Linked DNA regions of Mus musculus: region 1 is linked to region 2. The links are chromatin contacts, called in public HiChIP or PLAC-seq maps. All regions are on one chromosome and are shown on one strand. Each heading gives the region's core, a stretch centred on a gene start, on an enhancer-like site or on the middle of the called end of the contact. The rest is flanking DNA. Distances are from core to core; before and after follow the strand shown. Region 1 overlaps Pacrg (PARK2 co-regulated). Region 2 has its middle 15 kb from the start of Gm39565.

Region 1 (5,063 bases), core at 2,482-4,981, 140 kb before region 2:
TTTTAATGCCTGTTACTAGGGTCCTGTCCAGAAAGCCCTACCCTGTGCCAGCGAGTTCAAAACTACTTTCTCCTCTATGATTTGGAGTTGAGTTTTGTTCAAGGAGAGATAAGGATTAAATTTCATTTTTCTACATGTAGCACCTTGATCACCAGCATTGCTGAAGATGCTGTCTTTTTTTCCCAGTGTGTATATAGCACGCGTTCTTCATTCGTTCATCATTTGGTGGTGATTGTAAATGGTGCTGCAGTGAGGGTGGGATGCAGATGCCTCGTGGAAATACATGCTTTACTTCCTGTGGGTACATTTCAAGTAGTATAATTACTGGATCACACAATTACCCTATTTTTACATTTCATTGTGGGGAGGGGGGTTCGTAGATCATAGTATGTGTGCCAGGATATAAATATGGAAGTCAGAGGACCTGTCTCCTTTCACCATGGGTTCAAACTTGAGCTGTCAGGGGCATCTCCCATCAAGCCATCCTGGTGGCCCTATTTGTATTTGGGGGCTCCATGATATTCTCTGCAGTGGTTGGCTAATATGCATTCCCAGTAAAAGCATGTAATGATAATTACGTTAATGATGTAATTACTAGCTCCCTTGCCTCCACGTTGTCACCAGCTCTTGTTGTCCTTTGTCTTAGCCATTCTCACTGTCCGGAGGTGACTTCTAACTGTTGCCTTCATTTCTGTTTCTGTAATGACTGGGATGTTTGGATATTCTTTCATTTGCTCCAGGGACACTTTCGAGAACTATTTAAACCAGTTGCCCATTTGTGAATTATATTATTATTTAGGGTTGTTTGTTTGCCTTTACTCTTTAGTTGAGTCATGTATAGATTCTGCATAGCAACCTTTGTCACCTCCTTTAAAACCAGCCCCACCATTTTCCTGAAGTTACTTTTGACAATAACAATTCAAGTTAAATTGACTTGTAAACTATTAAATGGGACATAAAACTTAGCCGTTGTCACTAATAATATTATTAAAACTGCTAGAATCTTTGCAGTATTGATCTTATAGGTTCCCATCTGAACACAGGACTTATTCTTGTGACATCAATTTCACTCATTGATTATTTCATTTTAACAGACGTCCATAGCCTGCCTCTGAACTTGATCTCAAATGTTCTCTCTTCCTGATTCAGCCCATTGTGACTCCAGACCATGGGTCTGTAGCATTGACATTGCAACTATGATACAGAGAAACAGAGCAGACACATCAATGAAAATTATTGAATGGCTTCCAATTTAAACACTATGCTACCCTAAAAAAAAAACAAAAACTGACAATGACTTTGACCACAGTTGACGTACCCTATTGCTCTCATTAGGCCTGCCTGTAGTTCCTAGTCCTTGTATCTATATCTAAAGCTGAAATGGGATTCTCAGTAAGACAAAGAGATACAGCCTGTATTGGAAGCACAGATGTACCCATCCCCTGGATCTCCCTTATACTGAGAGCTCTAAAACATGTTGTGGTGTGATCATAGGTCAAGGCATCAACATAGCTGAAGGTGAAGGAAATACAGAATGGGTAGTAGAGGAAGGTAGTTATAAATACCAATTAAGGCTACGTAACCAGTTGCAGAAACGAGGATTATAAAATATGAATGCCCCATTGTAAATTTACAAATACGTTTGCGATTGTACGAGGGATAGTTATATCATGTTAGGTGTATTCACAACCTTGTTATTGTTTCATGTGAGCATGAGATATTATTTGTGTCAAGTTGACAAGGGGTGGATTGTAGTGGCTATTCTTGGTTGTCAACTTGACTATATTTGGAATGAACTACAATCCAGAATTGGAAGGCTCACCAGTGACCCTTATCTGGAGGCTTGGAGATCCTTATCTGGATCTTGGTATGGAGATCTTGAGCCACAGTGGCTATGGATTCCAGAAGATTGAATCTCCGAGTTTAAGGAACACACCTTTAATCTGGGCTACACCTTTCATCTGGGATTAAAGGTGTGGTGGAACACACCTTTAATCTGGGCTACACCTTCTGCTGGAGACAATATAAGGACATTGGTGAGTGTCCTATGGAGAGAACACTGGTTATCTTCACAAAGTACTATTTTAAAGGAATTTAGGAAGCATTAAGTGTTTGCAACTGTGAGACCCACCTCTGACCTGTGTGAAGTATTAGTATTGTGGTCATAATCTTCTGACTCAAGAGATGGATCCACTTCCAGCCTGTGAGGTTGAAAACCAACTCACTGATTTTACCAGCTCCAAAAACATGTCTCTATTTTATGAAGGCTGCCAGAATGAGAACCAACACGATTCGCTAGTACAACTTCTGTGTTTAGTAACACAAAAGAGCCACTGTATGGTCCTAATTTTGTTATTAGATATTAATTTTTCTCTGTGTGCTCTACTGAGCCTTCTTCTCATAGCCAAAAATCATGAGAAGTATCACTCGTTTGAATAAAATGTTAGTTCTATGTTTTTTTTCTTAATTAATAAATCCTGTGTGCATAGAGTGCACTGCATTTTAGACTGCATTATGATTACAGAAGCTAATTGCTCTGTATAGGTTCACTTTTAAAATGATTTTTGTTTGTGTTTGTTTGTATGTGTGTTTGTTTGTGTGTGTGTTTGTTTGTTTCTGGTGTTGGGGATGGCTTGGCAATGCTCTGTCTCTGAACCACACCCCCAGAAAAACATATTTGGGAACCAGTTCCAAGAATGGAAAACATAGGTTTCAGAGGCCAAACAGAAAGTGGCTTTGTAAAGGAAGAAGCCAATGTTGCTGAAGTCTCTAAATAAGATCAAGGGCCAGGTGTCGAGGAGAGGATGAAGCAGAAATAACACACACACAGGGTAGTTTGCAATGAACCAAGCAGGTATGGAATAGCCATGGAGCTAACCAGAGGCAGGAAAAGTCTTGAGGTTCACAGAATTGGCTCCAGATCCCGCAACTGTGAGCACTGCTCTGTGAGGCAGCCTGGCCCTGGCCTTGGAAGCAGAAATAATCACATGGTCACCCATTTTGATTATCCCAGATTAGGGAACTGGCAGGTGGGAGTGGTAGTAAAAGGACATTTCTAGAATGTGCCTGGCGATCTGGCAAGGAGTTCAGAGGAGATCTGCAGTTGGGCAGGCTGTGTGGGAAGAAGCCTTAAATAACTGCCCTGCAAGCTGTGTGTTTGAGAGGGTGTTGGTAATGGAATGCCTTAGACAGGGCCATGCCAACAACAAAGTACACATTCCTGGGGGCCTGGAGGCCCAGAGTCCAAGATCAGGTTGGCTTCTGAGGCCTTTCCTGGGCTTGCAGATGACCTTCTTGTGTCCCCATACGTCAGTCCCTGCCCCCAGGTGCTTTGTCTACACCCTCTTTATAAAGGCCTGTGCTCAACCTATGGCTTCAACCTCGGGGATTAGAAGTCAGGGTTTTAGGGTCAAGGAGAGGAGTCTTTGGGTGAGAGTGGAGGAAGGGAGCCTGCGCCTCAGGACACAAGAGCTTAGGACCGTGCTAGTGGCCCAGTTGTAAGCCAGAGTCAGGCCAGCTGGGGCAAGTGTCAAAGGAGAGCTGATGGGAATGGCTGCTCGGATCAGGAGACTTCATTACAGAGAGGCTAGGGGCTCTCGAGACTGCTCAGCATTTCCTCACGCTACCGAATGCGTTGACATTGTTCCGTGTCAGCCCCACACTGTAGAGCGCCAAGGGCTCAAAGTGGCACTTTTCATTTCTGATTTCCCAACCACTTAGTCAGCTGTGAAGAGCTGACCTGAAAGGACAATTCCCAGTCAGAGCTTTTTTTTTTTTTTTTTAACCCCAGACCAAGGGTCATGTGTCGGCAGTTTTCTCTAAAACCAGTAGATGGCGATCTTCCATCCTTGGCCTGTTGACCCACAGGGATTAGCACTGACCTTGCCCCTCAAGGACAGACCTTTGTGATTGTGAAATTCCTAGGCAAATGAATGGATCTGGAGGGCATCATCCTGAGTGAGGTAACACAATCACAAAGGAACTCACACAATATGTACTCACTGATAAGTGGATATTAGCCCAAAACTTAGGATACCCAAGATATAAGATACAATTTGCTAAACACATGAAACTCAAGAAGAATGAAGACCAAAGTGTGGACACTGTGCCCCTTCTTAGAATTGGGAAGAAAACACCCATGGAAGGAGTTACAGAGACAAAGTTTGGAGCTGTGACAAAAGGATGGACCATCTAGAGACTGCCATATCCAGGGATCCACCCCATAATCAGCTTCCAAACGCTGACACCATTACATACACTAGCAAGATTTTGCTGAAAGGACCCAGATAAAGCTGTCTCTTGTGAGACTATGCCGGGGCCTAGCAAACACAGAAGTGGAGGCTCACAGTCAGCTATTGGATGGATCCCAGGGCTCCCAATGGAGGAGCTAGAGAAAGTACCCAAGGAGCTAAAGGGGTCTGCAACCCTATAGGTGGAACAACATTATGAACTAACCAGTACCCCAGAGCTCTTGACTCTAGCTGCATATGTATCAAAAGATGGCCTAGTTGGCCATCACTGGAAAGAGAGGCCCATTGGACACACAAACTTTATATGCCTCAGTACAGGGTAACGCCAGGGCCAAAAAAATGGGAATAGGTGGGTAGGGAAGTGGGGGGGGGTATGGGGGCTTTTGGGATAGCATTGAAAATGTGATTGAGGAAAATACGTAAAAAAAAAAAAAAGAAAGAAAAAGAAAAATGTATATATAAATCTAAGATATGAAACTTAAGTATGTTCTAAAAGTAAGATATCAAATATTTTGCCAAAACTTTATATGCCCCAATACAGGGGAATGCCAGGGCCAAGAAGCGGGAGAAGGTGGGTAGGGGAGCAGGGCAGAGGGAGGGTATAGGAAACTTTCGGGATAGCATTTGAAATGTATATAAAGAAAATAACTAATAAAAATAAATAAATTTTAAAAAAAAAAGGGGGGGCTGGTGAGATGGCTCAGTGGGTAAGAGCACCCGACTGCTCTTCCAAAGGTCAGGAGTTCAAATCCCAGCAACCACATGGTGGCTCACAACCATCCGTAACGAGATCTGATTCCCTCTTCTGGAGTG
Region 2 (5,261 bases), core at 888-3,387:
CACACTAAGGTTTGTTCTGCCACTCTTACTTGTTCTGATCCCTCTGGGAGTCTTGCAAAACCTGATCATAGGTCCTGTGACCTACGACCTCAGAAAACCCAGAGCCTAACACTGGCATCTCTGAACCCCTCTCACTACCCAAGGCTGTCAGGCCCCATCACCCACCCCCCTGTTCATTCTCCCATGATTCCCTTGCCTCTTTGTGGATGTGGCTGGGACTCTGTTGGGCCTTGCCTCCACCTAGATCACTCTGCTAAGGGCAGCAGAACAGGTCCCCACCCCACAAGTTGTACAGTTAAGGCTATTTTAGAATGTCTATCAAAGCCACCTCAGGACTTGGGAATATCTCTTAGCCCTTCAAAGCCTTCTCCCACCAGGCTAGCACTTCTCCCTGATGCCTGACACAAAGGGTCAGACACACAAGCTGAGAATCACTGCTCTATTGGATAGTGACTGGCAGAAATAAAGTTAATACATGCAATGATCTCTTCTTCTCTTCTCTTCTCTTCTCTTCTCTTCTCTTCTCTTCTCTTCTCTTCTCTTCTCTTCTCTTCTCTTCCCTAATAAAGTCCCACCCAGTCCCACATACTGATGGTTTTCAAGGGGACAATACTATTTTCAGAATACTACTTCTGAGAGTGTTCTGATAAGATTCTCTCTCTCTTTCCTCTCTTTCTTTCTCTCTCCTCCCTCTCTTTCCTTCTCTCTCCCCTCTCTCTTTCTTTCTCTCTCAGAGTCAATTATGCATCTGAGTCTACGGAGCTGAAGACCCTGAATGGAACAGCTGATGTCTTAAGAAGTCGGTGTACTAGACCATTATTATAATGAAACCCTCTGATATATAAACATGAAGCTGAGTGACCAGGAACAACTCTTTCAAGGCTGAAAAACTGTAAATAAACTATAGAGTCTTTTTTAAAGAGTGTACATACTATTTCCCTATGGCCCATGTTCCCAACCAATAGCTGCCCAGGTCCCTCCGTGGGGGCGCTTGCTCTGCTAGCTCAGCACTCTTCAGAGCTTCATCTCAAAGTTGGCAACCCATGCAGAGCAGAGGCGCCCTGAACTCCTGTTTCTCTTCTTTCTCCCTGTCCTGCCCACAGGACATGGAGACTGGGACAGAGGACAGTGTGGACAATAGAGGGTGTGCTGCCAGCCTTCACTCTTCCAGCATGTTGTCTGCCTCCCTCTTCAACTTCGTTCAGTGGCATAGAAGAGGGAATTTAACTTTTTCCCCAGATGCAACAAACAGATGCTGAGCCCAGAGACCTTGCATCGCCAATTAAAAAAAAAAAAAAAAGTTATAGAATCTGTAAAGCTGCTGAAAGAAATCAGAATTTCAGCAAGTTCTAGTTTTCGTTGTCGTTTTTTAAAGGCTGCTCCTTGCGATCATCTACGGGATGGGGAGGGGTGTCCTGTATAAAACCCCATCTGTTCATCTCAGAACAATTGAATGTGCTTAGAAGAAGGGCAGACGGCGGGGTGATGTGTGAGCCTGGGATCCCGACAAAGCAGAGAGAGCGGATGATGCTGGCGATAAAGACAGAGCTGTCATAACCAATTAGCATTGAACTTTCCACACAGATCGAGAATGCAATGGGTTCTTTCCGTTTTAATGTGTGTCTTCAAAGTAATTTTGTAAGCTATTTAAGCGATGCTCCCTTTTACAACTCCACATAATTTGATTATATAAACCATCCTCCAGTCCTTGGATATGCAAATCCAACATCAAGATCCCGCCCCCCCTTCAACACCCCCATATTCTAGTAGGATTGGATGTTGGTTACAGTGACAGGAAGTAACACAAATGGGTATCAACAGCCCGTTGTCTGGGCAAAGAGGCCACTCGGACTTCATGTGGCAACAGGCTAAGTATAGTCCAAATTAAAAAATAACTTTGCAGCCGAGCATAGTGAGGCTAGTATGGTCTATAAAGGGAGTTCCAGGTCAGCCAGGACTACATAGCAAGATCCTGTCTTGAAAAAAAAAAAAAGTCTGGAGCCCATAGGCAGAGCAGGGAATGGGTTTTGCAGTAAAACTGCCTTAGGCTATTATCTTAAGGCTACAGAACACTGGGCTGGGCTTGTGAATAAACCCTTGCGGCCTCAGTATCCCCCACCTATAGGATGGGGTCTCCATTCCTTGAGGCAGACAAAGCATAAACAAAGTGGCTGTCCCAGCCGCAGGGCTAAAACATCCAGACAAAGGTAGCGTTGTAGAGGAAAGGGCTTTATCTGGGTTGCCGTCCTACCACATGGTCCATCATTTTGAAGATGTCAAGGTAAGAACTGAAGCAGCAAGTCACGCACATCTATAGTCAAGACTGAAGAGAAATGAACGCACTCACGCTGTCCGATTGCCTCTGCTAACACTCAGCTATCTTCATCTCCTATAGGTCAGAGTCCAGCTGGTGCTGGTGCCTGCTCACATTCAGGGTAGGTCTTCCCACCTTAATTAACTTGACAATGCCCCACAGGCATGCCCATAGGCCGACCTGATCTGGATACTCTCTTCTTAAGTCTCCCAGCCAACACAAGGTTGTGTCAAAAGGACAAAGAAAGCCAACCAACAGGATGCGCCTGAGCAGTTTCCGTTGTGACCTTGACACTACTCAACTGTGACTAGAAAAAGAAGCCAGGCAGGACTTGTCCTTTATCGACGACTAGTAAGGACACAGGGATGAAATCTTGCCAGTGGCGAGGATAAAGGTACCTGCATCTTGCAGGAGTCTCCCCTCAGGGAGAGCCAGCAGCAGGTATAAGCATATGGTCCATTCGTTCCTCTTTTCTCAATTCCCATGGATCAGACATGCTGAGTGCAGAGAATTGGAGAATACAGATTGAAGTCATAATCACTGACCTCCCGGAGTTCACACTGTGACGGGGTTTACAGTGTGACAGGGAGAGGCAAGAAATGACCACAGCACCGATAAACTCAGCAGCCAGGTCCTTTCTGCACCTGGGAGAGTGCAGACCAGTTCTGCCCTGCCTGGGGGCAATTCTGGAAGGTTTCTCAGATGAAAGGGTGCTTCCTTTGAACCAAAGAGATCCCCAGACGGACACAGGAAACTCGTTCCCATTAGGAAAGTTGTTAACTGACTGCTAAGGCTGAAGGAGGGTTTTAGAGGTGTTGGGGGAGGGGCAGGTTGTCCTTAGTTTTTGAACAGAGCTTCTCACTGCCTGGGGCTCACAGAGTAGGCTAACGCTGTTTGACCACTAAACCCAACGGATCCTCTCAAGTGCAGGAAATATATGGCCACGTGCCACGTCTCGGCTTTTTTATGTGAATCTGGGAACTGAGCTCAGGTCATCAGGCCTTCATGGCAATGCTTTGTCAGCTGGCTATATCTCTAGGCCAGTATTGAAAACTGTGTGTGTGTGTGGTGATTCTTAACTTTCCAAATGTTGTGATTCTTTAATACAGTTCCTCATGTTGTGTGGACCCCCAGCTATAAAATTATTTTTATTGTTATAACTAGTTTTGCTACTGTTATGAATCACAGTGTAATCTGATAGGCAGATGCCCTTAGGCGACCCCTGCAGAAAGGTCATTCAACCCTCAGAAGGGTCAGACACACAGGTTGAGAATCACTGCTCTACTGGATAGTGACTGGAAGAAATAAAGTTAATACATGCAATGATCTCTTCCCTAATAAAGACCCACCCAGTCCCAGATATTGATGGTTTTCAAGTGGAGAATAAGTTATTAGAAACGCGGCATGCAAACACAGTATGTGTGAGAGTCATAAGCTGACCAGGGCATTGAAAGTTCTTCGCTGTGATCTGGAGTCAACCTTTAGGTCCTTTAGGACCTTTTAGGAGTCAACCCATGAATGGTCTTGCTGTCACCAGCAGAGATTCTCTCCTAGTCTTGTGTTTCATGAAGTCCCTTGAAAATAGCTTCAGCCAGAGGAGATTAAAGTCATCCTCCATAGTGAGTAGGAGAGGCCTGAAAGAGCCAAGATCTCTGTATTATTCCACAGGTCAAATAAATGTCATTTCTTTTTGTAAGTTACACACACACACACACACTCCCTTCCTTCTTTATTTCATTTCATTTCATTTTCCAGTGACTGTGTGAAAAAAATAAATGGAGACTAGAATAAATGACTCATAAGTTCTAAAATACTTGTTGAGCTGGGCGGCATGTTGAAATGTCCCACTCTATCCTGCCATGGCCTCCACTTATACCTTGTTCCAGGATATCTGTGCCATATACCCTATACCACCGTTGGCCACTCAGTAGCCTGCTCAGCATCAGAGCCACTGTTACGGTAAAGCGTCTGTAATTTGAGTTTCACTTAATAATAGCTCAAGGCACATATGTTTCCTACTATATACTGTTATGACTATTTTACTTTAGTATTATTTTTGTTCTTAATTTTTTACTGTGACTAGTTTCTAAGTTAAACTTACTCAAAGACACATATGTCTAGAGATCTTTTGACAATTCTTGGTTGAGTTATCTATGTGGCAGTGGGGGTGGATGAGGGTGGATCATACATGCCCCTGGAGATAAGGGACAGTAACGGTATGGTCTCCTTACTGTAGAAGTTGAAATAGAATCAGTACTTCGTAAAGTTGAGGTCTTGAATATAATCTGGGAGGAGAAGAGGAAGTGTTGGAAGGGAAGAGGCCCTCGAATTCCGAAGCCCAAGGGGTCGCTGGAGGCAGTGTGGCTGTTTGGATCCATTGTCAGGATGGCTTCAGAGGGACCAGTGCGGCCTCGTCCATGAAGCCCGTGTTATCAGAAAGATGATCCACAATTGAGGTCAAGAGATAGAACCTAGGTATGCTACCTCGGCTAGCCTCAGACTCCTAGGCTCAAGTAATCCTCCTGCCTCAGCCTCTTCAGTAGCTGGTACTACAGCCATTGCCACTGCTACCAGCTGTGACCAAGTAGGTTTGAGATCCGAAGTTATGGCTCTGATTTTGAACAGATCCCAGACAGAATGGAAACCACAAGAGGTTCATTCACAGAGAGGGCACTGGCTGAACCAAGGACCTCACTAAGTTCTCACCCCTCTCCCCCTAATTCATTGTGTGACCTGGAAGAAAATCACATCCCTTCTCTGACCCAAGAACTTCTAGTCCTGGCTGCAGGGTGAACCTTCCCAGGAAGTGGTAATGCCGTGATACAATACGAGCTCTCAACGGATCCCTGCACACCCAAAGTGTACCACGACGGCCTTGAGGGAGACCCTACAGAGCTCAGCAGCTCAGAATTCAATTTTCACATTGGTAACTTCATCCCTTTGGGCC

The links. HiChIP or PLAC-seq counts read pairs in DNA pulled down with a chosen protein or histone mark.
Region 1: an H3K27ac HiChIP or PLAC-seq map of embryonic stem cells shows a contact between it and region 2, with 12 read pairs. The contact joins two enhancer-like sites. A contact is called at or near these places in 3 of 39 promoter capture datasets (cranial neural crest, hippocampal neurons and liver), 1 of 15 datasets of contacts at CTCF or cohesin (embryonic stem cells), 4 of 484 Hi-C or Micro-C datasets (embryonic stem cells and reprogramming fibroblasts), 14 of 115 datasets of contacts at active chromatin or transcription factors (embryonic basal ganglia, embryonic stem cells, expanded potential stem cells and 5 more) and 1 of 9 other capture datasets (embryonic stem cells).

What each region holds. Positions count from the first base shown.
Region 1 is chr17:10,499,684-10,504,746 of GRCm38.p6, reverse strand. All of the region lies in intron 4 of Pacrg (PARK2 co-regulated), which reads left to right. All of the region lies in intron 2 of Gm16168 (a long non-coding RNA gene), which reads right to left. Among named protein-coding and RNA genes, the nearest start is that of Gm16168, 9.0 kb to the right of the region's middle. Within about 2 kb of position 3,731, at least 42 of the 459 cell types and tissues checked have an H3K27ac peak or open chromatin away from gene starts, as enhancers often do. A contact at or near this core is called in embryonic stem cells, expanded potential stem cells and trophoblast stem cells, where this site is marked.
Region 2 is chr17:10,353,792-10,359,052 of GRCm38.p6, reverse strand. No RefSeq gene overlaps it. Among named protein-coding and RNA genes, the nearest start is that of Gm39565, 15 kb to the left of the region's middle. Within about 2 kb of position 2,137, at least 16 of the 459 cell types and tissues checked have an H3K27ac peak or open chromatin away from gene starts, as enhancers often do. A contact at or near this core is called in embryonic stem cells, expanded potential stem cells and trophoblast stem cells, where this site is marked.